Regions from separate parts of the Mus musculus genome. Here all the other regions are linked to region 1. A link is a contact called in public HiChIP or PLAC-seq and promoter capture Hi-C data. All regions are on one chromosome and are shown on one strand. The core of a region is the stretch at or near the end of the contact, and the rest is flanking DNA. Distances in the headings are between cores, read along the strand shown. Region 1 holds the start of Camta2 (calmodulin binding transcription activator 2). Region 2 has its middle 8.0 kb from the start of Tm4sf5. Region 3 holds the start of Zmynd15 (zinc finger, MYND-type containing 15).

Region 1 (4,104 bases), core at 66-2,565:
TAGTAGATCTATTTCTCCACGGAAAAATCAAACAGAAAAAAGAACTCAGGGTACGTTTAGGAAGGGAGAGCAAGGCTAGAGGGAAGGGTAGGCAAGTTGTGAGAGCTGGGGCTCTGGTCCTAGGAGGAGGATGGCTTGGCAAGAAAACCTGGATGCTGAAGGAAAGCAGATCTAAGTCCAAGTCCGGTAACAAGCTGGGCCTTTGAAGACACACCCCAATTTCCTTCTCTCTCTGACTTTTTCTAAGAGGAAGGGTAGAGCTGATAACTGACCTCATGTGCTCTCTCTCAGGTTGGTCAGGGGCTGGGAGAATTTGGAATAGACATGTTGGAGTAAGCTTCCGGGTGGGACATGCCGGCTTCCTCTTTGCAGCTAGAATTCTACTTCACCCTAACACTCCTATTTCCCCAACCTCTGCTTCTTCTCTGGCTCCCAGCCTACCATATCCCCTCTACTGCTCTGGCTCCAGCCTGAGCCTCCGCCCTCTTGAGGAACAGATGGGAGCTGGAGGAGGCTCTCTGCGCGGGTTCTGCCAGGTGTCCGGGGATGGAGAGGGGGTGGAAGCCCATTCAGGATCGGATCGGAGGTGTGCAGAGAGGCTAGGGTTGGGATAAAAAGTCCACCCCAGGGTGCAGGTGCGCAGCTCTGGCTAGGCAGTTTGCCAGGGTGCAGAGCTGGAGCCGGATGAGACTGCGGGCCTGAGAGCGGTGGTCTAAGACTGTCGCCGGGGGTGGGATGCTCTCCCCAAAGGGGGCAGGGGTCCTGGGAGAACCCCGGAGGTGGGAGGGGGTCCCGCCCGCAAACCCGGATGTTCTGGAGAAGCAGCTGAGCAGAGTTCATGAACACCTGGCAGCAAGGGGCAGTGCGGGAGACCGGGGAGGGGGTCTGGGGACTCTCCCCGCACTCTCTGATCCGTGAAGGGGCCCTGCGCCTAGCGGCGCCCCCTGGCGCGGGGAAAGAGGACGGAAGCGGTGAGGTGGGGGCAAACGGGGTGGAGGGACGGTGGTCCCCAGCGCCGCGCTCCACACCCGGGCCGCGTGGAGCTGCGCCCCCTGGCGCGGGGGCGGAGAGGCGGGCTAGAGGCCCTGGCTCTTACCTCCCGGGGTCCCGCGGGTGACGGCGGCAGCGGCCATTCTACCCCAAACCGACCCCCCCTAGCGCCGGCTGACAGCGGCGTTCGACGTCAGTGCGCACGGGGCGGGGCCTCCCAATTAAGGGAACGGGGGTCGGGAAGGGAACCTGGGGTCAGCACACTTGGGACTCTGGGCCAGTCTACGAGACGCGCTGCTGGACCGTCCCTAAAGAGGCAATAGCGCTGAGGAGAACCGGGATCCGGAGGCGGAAGCTCGGCCGATTGACGTGACTTGTGGGCGCAGGAGGATGGGGCGTGGGCAGAGGTCCAGGGCCAGAGCCCTGGAGGCAAAGGAGAGTGCTTGAGAATGCAGAATTCTTCTGGCCTCGGGCGAGACTCGGCAAATTTAGGGACCTAGCCTAACTTCATTGTCCTGAATCCTCAAAAAAATCAACGGAGTCCGCCTTTTCATTCCCCTTCCATCACTACCTCGCACAGAAACAAGACTATTTGGTGCTCTTTAATAACAGAACAGAGAGAACACAAGACCAGGTTCTGGCCTAGAGAAAAACCCGGCTGCGAGTGTACTGGGCAGTTAGATAGGAACTCAAGTGGGCTGTGAATGCCTACGCTATGGGATGGAGACAACAGAGATAGAAAACATCCGCTCTGAAGCCAGCACTAGGGAGTCCTGATGTTTGAATTGATCTTGGGTCCCGTAGCTTGGGCCTGGATGATTTCCCACTACTCCTCAGACTCCAACTCCATCGCCTGGGGATCGTAAACGGGGTTCTTTCTGGCTGTAGCAGTGCTGTAGGTCAAAGAGCTTAGCTGCCCAGAGGCATAAGTCCCCTGCTGGCCTACAGGAGTCCAGGGAGTCCAAAGCAGCTGTAGGTGAGAGCAATTGAGAGCAAGGGGATAAGAAAAGCAAGAATGGAAAAACAGGACTCTCTCCAGATTTCTTAATTGCCAAATTCAGGCACATACCCTCAAAAGCTCAGTTTCTTGACCACTTTTCGTCCTTAAACCAGCTATCCTACCTGGCTCTTGGCTTCTGCCACATCCCCATTTGATTATGAATTGACTTCCTCCCTAACCTTACTGTGTTCCTCTCCAGTTTTACCTGATCTCTGGGAGTGACAGAATAAGTCTCTTTCTGTGGATAGGTTGCCCTCTCTTCTTCCACGTCAAAGTATTTTGTAGTGCTTAGGAGTTCAAAGCCCTCTTCAAGTGCTGGAAGTTCAGGTGTAGCATCAGAGCTGCCCCACTGGGCCCTCTTCAGTCTGTGGAGACATTAGATGGAGGAGACTAGTGCCTGGAGGTCAGTCTTCCAGTCTCTTCATCCCTCACCCCTGGCCTGAAGCACTTCTTGCTGAGAATCACAGGTGCTACCACTGACCTTCAATTCACCCCAACTTTTTGTTCTTCACAGACAAGAATTTTTGATCCAGGGGCCAAACAGTGACCCCCAATTAACGATGTGCTTTCTTGTAATCATGGGCCATGTCACGCCTTCCAGCTTATATGACTTCCATCCCTCAATTGCTTCTTTCCATACTATAGAAATCATGTTTGAGAGTCAGCAAGGTGACTTAGCAGGTAAAGGTATTGGCCACCAAGCCTGATGACCTAAGTCAGGACCCAAATGATGGAAGGAGAGAGCCAGTTCCCATAAATTGTCCTCTGACCTCCACACACATGTTGTGGCATGCACTATATAAGTATATACATAATTAAATGCAAAAAAATAAAGAAATTATATTTCAGTTACACCAAGGACATGGTTCCTTTGTAAGTGCCAATGAATTCTCTTAAAGCTCTTAACTATGCTGCCTCTCTCTAATCCCTGCTTGGCTTGCAGAGGCCCATGCCACGCCTCCTTACTCATTGATGATTCCCTGGCGCCTTCTCAGGTCCTCCAGATGATAAGTAACTGCTCTAACTCGGGCTGGAATGCTTCCAGGTCCCTTCTGCATTCTTTCCAAATGCAGCTTCTTTCTCTTTCTTCTCCAAAGCTTCTCAGGAGGAGGGAGCCCCTCAAGAGGGTGCAGGCTAGGCCGGGAGCAATCAGTGGCCCTCTGTGTCAAGAAGGAAGAATAGTTGCTAAATATAGATAGATGTCAGTTTCAGGGAAACTTGGGCTGGAGAATCTGGGGTTTTTTGGAAGCTTAGGTATGATCTAGAAAACAGGATACTTGATTTACAATAAAAACAGGGCCTGGTTAGTATACTGGTTGGGAAATACCAGAGAGAAATGGTAATAAGGATAGGAAGGCAGTGGGTATAATTTTAACAGAAGGCTGAGAAGCAGTTTGTCCTACCAGAATTGGTGGAATGTACTGTTCTACCATCCAATTGGAGCTGAGAAGAACAAAAACAGGAGCTGGAGTCAGAAAGGACACTCTGATAAATATCATTTCTCTTATAAACTCTCCTAACGACCTGTTGGAGCTACAATTTGCACCAAGTAGTGTGAAATGACTTCCAAATGAGGGCTCGCTGCTGTAAGGATTTATGATCGTTAAAAACTGCATAGCCTCGACTTTCCACCTCCAGTTCCTGGTTTTTCCTACTCACCTAGACCTTTGGCTAAGATTCTCCCAGAAGGCATCTCCATACGGCTGAGGCATTGGTCTGCGATTCTGGGGAGGCAGGCTGCAGGGTGAAAATCGGCTGACCACTCTGGAACACCTGAGAGAGAACAAGGTAGACTCTTGCCTGCATCATCCCTTAAAGCAGTGGCTCTCAACCTGTAGGTCTCTATCCTTTTGGTGGGGCATCAATGGCTCTTTCACAGGAGTCTCTTAAGACCATAGATAATAACAGTAGCAAATATACAGTAATGAAGTACCAATGAAAATAATTTTATGGTTGGGGCTCACCACAAACGAGGAGCTGTATAAAGGGGTTGCAGCATTAGGGAGATTGAGAACCACTGCCTTAGAGAATCTACTCACCACTGGATTCAGGGGGTTCTTTTCATGGGACCATACAGCTGTCCACGTGCTTGCAAGCCATGTCTTTTCTTTTTT
Region 2 (4,046 bases), core at 1,353-3,852, 190 kb before region 1:
TTTGTTTATTTTTTTAATTCAATATATGAGTGCTCTGTACACCTGCATGCCAAAAGAGGGCATTAGTTCATATTATAGATGGTTGTGAGCCACCATGTGGTTGCTGGGAATTAAACTTAGGACCTCTGGAAGAACACCCAGGGCTCTTGACCTCTGAACCATCTCTCCAGCCTCCTAGTCAGGATTTTCTAAGGGAACAGAATTGATAGGATAAATATATATTTATATATGTGTGTATATTAATTATAAAGACACACACACACACAAAGGGGATTTGTCAGGCTGGCTTACAGAATGTGACCAGGTGTTCCAACAATGGCTGTCTTACCACAGAAAGGCATCTGGTGGCTGCACAGGCTACAAGGGAAGCTAGCTGTCTTGGCAGCCCCAGTGTGGTGCTGAAGGCCTGGAGGACTCTTGGAGCTCTGCTGGTCTTCACTGTGCATTGGAGTCCTAAAGGAATTTGGTGTAATACCAGCTGCAGCGACAGGATAGACGAACTTGCTACGGAAAGTGAGGGCAAGGAGGCAAAAAGCAAGTTTCCTTCTTGCATGTCCTCTTCTGCGGCTTGTCATCAGAGGGTGTGGTCCAGCTTTAGGGAATGTATTCCTGCTTTACATAATATACTTTAAAAAAGTTCTCACAGGCGTGCGCAGCATTTGGGTTTTAGTTGATCCCAGATGTGTTCAGGTTGACAACAAAGATTAGCTGCCACAGGGAGTCTAGCTGGGAGAAGTAAGCTCTACCTGGTTCTGGCCTCTTCTGTTCATGGTTCACTGCCATGGAATGGATGTCACCGCATGGTCCTTTGCCCCTCCTCCCCAGCTCCACTCAGCCCTCTGCACCAGGATGGCCTGAGATTCTGAACTTTCTGCTGTAAAGTTGCTCCTGTTGGGTTATCTGGTTGCAATGACCCAATTTGTAACTAATATTCCCACTGAAGAACCATTCAGTTGATTCAAAGTTCCATCAATGCGAGTGGAGCTGCTCTATCAGGACATGTCCGGGTTTTTGTATAGTTTTCAAAACATTTAGGTTATAAATACCAAATGCCGTTGCTGACTCATTTAGAAATAGTGTGTTTGATTTTGTTAAGACACTGATGACCACCAGCCAGGCATGGTGGCTCCTGCCTCTAATCCCAGCAGGTGACAGGCAGGTATCCATGAGTTCAAGGCCAGTCTGGTCTATAGACTGAGTTCCAGGTGGCCTTTTGCCTATTTTTATTTTATTTATTGCTGTTGTTATTGTTGTTTAAAGATAGAATTTCTCGGGCTGGGGAGGTGGCTCAACGATTTAAAGCACTGACTGCTCTTCCAGAGGTCCTGAGTTCAATTCCCAGCAACCACATGGTGGCTCACAACCACCTGTAATGGAAACAGATGCCCTCTTCTGGTGTCTGAAGACAGCAACAATGTATTCATGTACATAAAATAAATAAAATCTTTAAAAAAAAAAAAGAATTTCTCAGGGTGTGTGGCTCACTGAACCATCTCTCGGCCCAGTGTCCCTGTCTTGGAGACCCTCTTACTCTTGGGACTCCTTAATTACTCCTCCTCCTAATTAATCTATGCTCACTACACTTTACTTATGTATCACTTTGGTTTTGAGACAGGGTTTCTCTGTGTAACCGCCCTGGCTGTCTTGAAACTATCTCTCTAGACCAGGCGGTCCTCAAACTCAGAGATCTGACTGCCTCTGCCTCCCGAGTGCTGGGGTTAGAGGTGTGCACTGCCACTGTATAGGTATATAGATAAATATTTACTGATGAACCACACAAAAATTAGTTTTTAAAAGAGAGCCTTTCAATGAATAACCTATAACTAATTATATAGTCTCAAACTCTTAACAATCTTTTTGCTTCTGCCTTCAAAGTGCTGGGATTATGGTTAAAGGCCCCAAACTGGGCATAAGAAATTTCTTTTAGGTCTGAAGAGATGCCTCAGTAGTTATAATCGCCTCTGGCTAAGATTTCAGCTTTATTGTTATTGTTGCTATTATTATTATTATTATTATTATTATTATTATTTAAAGGACTCAGTATGTAGCAGATAATAAATGATTAATAAATTATTCCTATCTTGCTTCCATTAACAACATTTTAGGGACTGGCGAAATGGTTCAGCGGGTAAGAGCACTGACTGCTCTTCCAAAGGTCCTGAGTTCAAATCCCAGCAACCACATGGTGGCTCACAACCACCCGTAATGAGATCTGACGCCCTCTTTTGGTGCATCTGAAGCCAGCTACCATGTACTTACATATAATAATAAATAAATCTTTGGGCCGGAGTGAGCAGAGATGACCAGAGTGAGCAGGACAGAGGTCTTAAAAATTCAATTCCCAACAACCACATGAAGGCTCACAACCATCTGTACAGCTACAGTGTACTCACATACATAAAATAAATAAATACATCTTTAAAATACAACAACATTTTAGTACTTAAGCTTTATATTTTCTCTTCCAAGTAATTTTTGAGTGAGAAACCTTGTTTACAAAAATGATTTAGGCTTATGACTAAACTTCCCTATTTGGAGGGTTGACTTCATTTCATCGCTTGCTGAGTTAAGATCGTTTCCCACAAATGGAGGAGACTCCGTGGTGTTCCCAAACCTAAGCATTCTCGGAAACGAGTTCCGGTCTTTCTCGTGGTCACAGGACTCCAGACAGTGGTAAGCTTGAGCGCGCACACAATAACTGAGTCATGACTCTTTGCTGTTGTAGCTTTCACCCCGTCCCTTTGTCCCAAGTCATTTCATATCTAGGACCTTATGCCTGGTAGACAAGCTTTCTGTCACTAAGACACACTCCCAGGCCTCTAGTGTCCTTTTTAATTTTGCATAGGTCCAACTTCCTTTACTTGTTCTGTTTTTGTTTTGGGGTTTGTTTGGGTTTTTTTGTTTTGTTTTTGAGACAATGTCTCTGTGTTACCCAGACTGACCTAGAATTTGCTATGCAGACCATGCTGGCCATGAAACTTGCATCTAATCTGCCTTTAAAATATATTAATTTATTTATTTTTACATCCCAACTGCAGTTTTCCCTCCCTTCTCTCCTCCCAGTCCCTTCCCTGCACCTCCCCTCCACACACCCATACACTCCTTCTCTGTTTTGCTTTAGTAAAACCATGGAAATGCACCAGCGCTCGGAATGTCAAGTTGCAGGCATCTCCTCTCCTATTAATGCTACACAAGGCAGCCCAGTAGGAGGAAAGGATCCCAAAGGCAGGCAACGGAGTCAGAGACAGCCCCTGTTCCTGCTGTTAGGAGTCCCACAAGACCAAACTACACAGCTCTAACGTATATCCAGAGAGCCTAGGTCATCCCATGAGCTGTCTCTGGTTTTTAAGTGCTAAACTTGCCTGGGCCACCACGCTTGGTCACACGCGGCTTTTAGCTGAAATATTTCTTCAGATGAGTCTTTCCTGTGATCCTGTAAACCTTTCAACCTGCTAACAACCCAAGTAGGCTTGAGCGCCACCACGTTCTCTCCTCAGGAAGATGACATCCTGGATTGGCTTGTTTGTCCTCGGCCTTTGTGATACTGTAGAACAGCCATTCTCAACCTGGGGGGTCAAACTACCCTTTCACGTGGGATGCCTAAGACCATGGGAAAACACAGATATTTACATTACCATTAGTAAGAGTAGCAAAATTACCATTAGGAATCAGCAATAGAATAATGTTATGGTTAGTGACAGGGGGGTGTGGGGGTGGGGGGAGTCACCATAACATGGGGAACTGTATTGAAGGGTTGCAGCACTAGAAGGGTGAGAACCCGGCTATAGAATAAGCCCAGGCCTCCAGTGTGCCAGGCAAGCACTGTATCCAGGCTCACAAACTACAGCTCTTCAACCTTTCTGGGAGCTGAGACACTTCTTTGTTTTGTTGTGTCTTTGTTGTATCTAAACCTGAGAGTTTTCTCAAATTTGCCTCTCCCCCCTTGTTCCCCTTTGTCTCAAGTCTGTTCTTTGATCCTTCTGTCTGAGCTTATGGTTTTTTAAATGATTTATTAAATTACTTTTAATGTACATGGTTATTTTGTA
Region 3 (4,094 bases), core at 1,434-3,933, 230 kb before region 1:
CCGTGTATACAGCCCAGTGGCCGAGTTCTTGCCTAGCATGTATGAAGTGAGGCCCCTGCAGTTGGGGCAGGGCAGGGGAGGAAGCAAGTGGCAGAGGGACAGACAGGGATGAGGAAGTTCACAAACCATCAGATGCAGGCACAAGAGCAAGCAGGTGTGCTATCCTGCATGGGACTCTAGATGTATCTTACCCTCATCTACAGCCTTCTGGGACTTTCTTCAGAGTAAAAGGCCCAGGGTATCTGAGAGAGTTGAAGAAAACAATGTCTACATTGTCTCTGTAGCCTGAAAGGCAGTGAGTGGGGTACCGTTGATACCTCATTATAAACTAATGAGGAACATTTCTGGGGTTTTGTTGTTGTTTTGAGACAGGGTTTCTTTGTGTAGCCTGGCAATCCCAGAACTAGCTCTGGAGACCAGGTTGGCCTCCAATTTATAGAAATTATCTGCCTCTGCCTCGTGAGTGCTGGGACTAAAGGCACGGCGTCACCACACCCTACACATGTATTTTCTTTCAGAAGAAAAATACAGAGCTGGAGAGATGGCTTAGCGGTTAAGATCACTGACTGCTCTTCCAGAGATCCTGATTTCAATTCCCAGCAACCACATGGTGGCTCACAACCATCTGTAATGAGCATTGGATGCCCTCTTCTGGTGTGTCTGTAGATAGCTACAGTGTACACATATACATAAAATAAGTAATTCTTAAAAAAAAATACAATCTCTACATGAGAGGTGTAGCTGAAGGAATGCTGATAAGTTGTTTAAAAACTGGCTTATGTATCCTTAGGATTTATTCATTTCATTAAGTATTTGTTTGTTTACCTTGAAAGAAAAAAGATCAATAAATATTGAACTCAAGAGCCAACAGGAGGGAATGTACACCGTTAATCCCCAGCACTCGGGAGCCAGCGGCATTCAGATCTTTGTGAGTTTGAGACCACCCTGGTCTCCAAAGTGAGTTCCAGGACAGCCAAGACTTAAACAAAGAAACCCTGCCTAGGGCTGGGGAGGATCCCCCCACAAAACCCCAAAACAACAACAAAACAAAAACTGTAAATCAAGTATTACAAAATCTAGATGATGTGCATAGAAGCTGCCCATTGTAGAATTTTTTTCAACTTTTTGTTTTGTTTTTGAGGTAGGGTCTTCGTACATAGACCTGGCTATCCTGAAACTCATGTTGTAGACCAGGCTGGCCTCAGATTCACCAAGATCCACCTGCTTCTGCCTCCCAGAATGTTAGGGTTAAAGGTGTGTGGTTGAATTCTTTCAACTTAAACATGTTTATTTTCATCATGAAGTATTAGAAAATGAAAATAGTACCTTCAAGTGATTTCAGTGACAACACAGCAGTGAAAGTCAAGCCTGTTGCAGAGTCCTATAATCCCAGCTACTAGAGAGGTTGAGACAAGAAGATAGCAAGTTCAAGACCATCCCAGTCAACTTAACCAGACCCTGTCTAAAAATGTCAAAAAAAACCCGGGGAGCTCACTCAGGGGCAGTGTACACACTTAGCTTGACCAATCTTGAGTATAGTTTATATTAAAATAGTGACTTCAAGAAAATATTAAGTCGGGGGCTGGAGAGATGGCTCAGCGGTTAAGAGCACTGACTGCTCTTCCGAAGGTCCTGAGTTCAATTCCCGGCAACCACATGGTGGCTCACAACCATCCGTAATGAGATCTGGTGCCCTCTTCTGGAGTGTCTGAGGACAGCTACAGTGTACTTACATATAATAAATAAATCAACAAATCTTTTAAAAAAAAAAAAAAGAAAGAAAATATTAAGTCATAGCATTTGTGGTAGAACAAATTGGCCAAATCCAGGAAGATGACAGTAAATGATATTGGGAAAACACAGACTGAAGTGACAGAACTTCAGTGAAAGTTAAAAGGTTCTAACGAAGAAAGTGCTATGTGGCAGAGGCAAAGGGCATTGTAAGGTGGCAGCCTGCACCCTGATGGCCCACTGGAGGACAGAAAAGGCTCTCACCTTTGCGCTCAAAGCAGTCCACTAGTTCACGGACCCACTGGTCTTGGCTTCCCCCACACACGCTTTTGGACTGCAACTGGAACCTGCAAAAGGATCAATGTAGTCCACTCCTTCCCTTCCCTACCTTTCCTCATTCCAAAGGTGTGAAGTCACAAGAAGGTGAGCCCCACTACAGCTGGAAATCCCCAGATAAGTAAAACTAGAAAGGAATTAGGCTCCGGGACTTGGACTGGGTGTTCAGATCGATGGTCCCACACCTGCCCTGGGGGGAAAAGAGACAGTACCTGATAAAGAATGGACAACGATGAAATGCTTTCAGGTATTTTCGGATGTGATCCAAAGTACCCTGCGGTATCTGGGTGCCAGAAGAAATGGTACGATCACAAGAACAACTTCCAGCGACACTGCCCTGGTTGCCATCGCCTAATGGAAAAGGAATCAGCCTGGGTTCTCAGACTGAGGAATCTGCCCTTGTCCCAGTCTAATCTCAGACAGACTTTCCCTAGTCACCGCTGCAGCCCTGGATAGCTCTGGGCTGCGTTCTTAATCCCGCGGATGGACTTAGTGCCCCTCCGCAGTTTCCTTCAGGGGCCCCAGTCCCGCGTCCCACCCCCACCCCCACCCCCGACTAACCTGGCAGGGTCAGCAGCGCCAACAAGAAAAGGAAGAACGCAAGAGACAAGGGTCCAAAGCCCCGCCTCATCTCCGGCTTCTGCGGAGCTTGTTGGGACGAGGTCACCTAGCCGACATCCAGCCAATTCTCTAAAGCTTTCTCTTCTTCACCCTGACTGATGTTTTGCGAAGGCGCTGATCCGTGCCAAGCTCAGGAGGGGAGGGGGCGCGAGGTGGTGGCGCCTTCTGTCCCCCGGCGCGCGCTGTCCGGAACCGACCGTCTGGTCGGTACCGGGGAGCCCGCTTTGCGCCCAGCTCCCAGTCGGGGGACACACACACCCCTGCCCCGAAGGCGGAGCTCCAGTCTCCGGCCGGCCAGCCGTAGGGTCAGCCAAGACTATCCGACAAAACCGAAAGAAAATTTGGGCTGTAGAACCAGAGGAATCCGAGTGAGCAAGCTGTGGTTCCCGAAGAATGACTCGGTTGGGTTCGGGGATTTCAGCCCTCTTGAGAAGTCATCTGTCTGTCTGCTGGTTTGTAAAGTGGGTGACCCTCTAGATCCTTCCTCTGGCTCCAAGATGCTTTCACTTCCCTGGACCGCTGGGTCTCAGTAGGATCCAGTCACATGGCCAAGGTGAAGCAGTCAAACAAGTCACCAGACCTGTAGGAATGCCCACGCCCTGGCCTGATACTGCCTGACGTCACGACGGTCCTCCAGCACGAGGTATTTACCTTCGAAAAGTGGTGGCGGCTGTAGGTACCGGAGGAGAGGAGCGGCCGGAAAGGGGGTGGGGTTCGCACCAAACTGATCCAGACCCAAGAGATGCCTCAGTACTTACTCAGACCAACAGACCCCCAAATTTCCTCTTCTAAGCAAGCCTATCTCCATAGGATTAGCCTTACCTCGTGTCTTCCCTTAATTCAAATCTCACTTTAGGATTTGAATCATTGAGTTTTGTGCCCCAGGTACAATTTCATTCCTGAGTACTCCCCCTTTAACCCTAAACATCCACTTTCCAATCTAGCCTTCCTCCATTCTCATCCCTGCAAATCCTAGTCTCGGCTCCAAATATTCCTCTGTAAATCTTACCTCAAACCCACACCCTTCTCCCTTTTGCGACCCAGCCCAAAGCCTCACCACTACCCTGATCCTCACGATTATCACATATCCCTTTCTGCTCGGTCTGGGTCCAAGCCCTGAGTATCTAAAGACATGGAGTTTGTGTCTGGATACCGAGACGAGTTCCTCGATTTTGCTGCTCTTCTCTTTGGCTGGTTCCGCAAGTTTGTGGCAGAGAGGGGGACCATGGGGACCAGCCTTGAGGGCCGATGGCGTCAACTGGAGTCACAGATAAGGAGGCTGCCTCAGGATCCTGCCCTTTGGGTGCTCCATGTCTTACCAAACCGCAGTGTGGGCATCAGCCTGGGGCAAGGTGCCGAGCCAGGTCCTGGGCCAGGCCTAGGGGCTTCCCGGCTCCTGGGAGATG

Evidence for each region. HiChIP or PLAC-seq counts read pairs in DNA pulled down with a chosen protein or histone mark. Capture Hi-C pulls out chosen DNA fragments and counts their contacts.
Region 2: a contact with region 1 is called in an H3K4me3 HiChIP or PLAC-seq map of bone marrow-derived macrophages, with 2.1 times the contacts expected there. The contact joins the enhancer-like site here to the promoter of Camta2 in region 1. A contact is called at or near these places in 8 of 39 promoter capture datasets (the C10 cell line, cranial neural crest, embryonic stem cells and 4 more), 3 of 115 datasets of contacts at active chromatin or transcription factors (bone marrow-derived macrophages, embryonic stem cells and microglia) and 3 of 9 other capture datasets (adipose tissue, liver and macrophages).
Region 3: a promoter capture Hi-C map of liver shows a contact between it and region 1. The contact joins the promoter of Zmynd15 here to the promoter of Camta2 in region 1. A contact is called at or near these places in 10 of 39 promoter capture datasets (the C10 cell line, the HPC-7 cell line, cranial neural crest and 7 more), 4 of 484 Hi-C or Micro-C datasets (B cells, embryonic stem cells and muscle stem cells), 12 of 115 datasets of contacts at active chromatin or transcription factors (the SCID.adh cell line, SST interneurons, bone marrow-derived macrophages and 6 more) and 4 of 9 other capture datasets (adipose tissue, liver, macrophages and 1 more).

The regions. Positions count from the first base shown.
Region 1 is chr11:70,686,790-70,690,893 of GRCm38.p6, forward strand. Camta2 (calmodulin binding transcription activator 2) reads right to left here and starts at 1,316. Exons shown (of 23, transcript NM_001190376.1): 1 at 1,097-1,316. Inca1 (inhibitor of CDK, cyclin A1 interacting protein 1) reads right to left here. Exons shown (of 7, transcript NM_001252484.1): 3 at 3,650-3,763; 4 at 3,394-3,433; 5 at 2,957-3,150; 6 at 2,196-2,355; 7 at 1,572-1,960. The coding sequence ends at 1,817.
Region 2 is chr11:70,495,264-70,499,309 of GRCm38.p6, forward strand. No RefSeq gene overlaps it. Among named protein-coding and RNA genes, the nearest start is that of Tm4sf5, 8.0 kb to the right of the region's middle. Within about 2 kb of position 2,603, at least 11 of the 459 cell types and tissues checked have an H3K27ac peak or open chromatin away from gene starts, as enhancers often do. A contact at or near this core is called in bone marrow-derived macrophages, where this site is marked.
Region 3 is chr11:70,456,750-70,460,843 of GRCm38.p6, forward strand. It overlaps Zmynd15 (zinc finger, MYND-type containing 15), which reads left to right and starts at 2,684. Exons shown (of 14, transcript NM_001029929.3): 1 at 2,684-3,331; 2 at 3,803-4,094. The coding sequence starts at 3,821. Cxcl16 (chemokine (C-X-C motif) ligand 16) reads right to left here and starts at 3,235. Exons shown (of 5, transcript NM_023158.7): 1 at 2,629-3,235; 2 at 2,280-2,418; 3 at 1,996-2,078. The coding sequence starts at 2,698.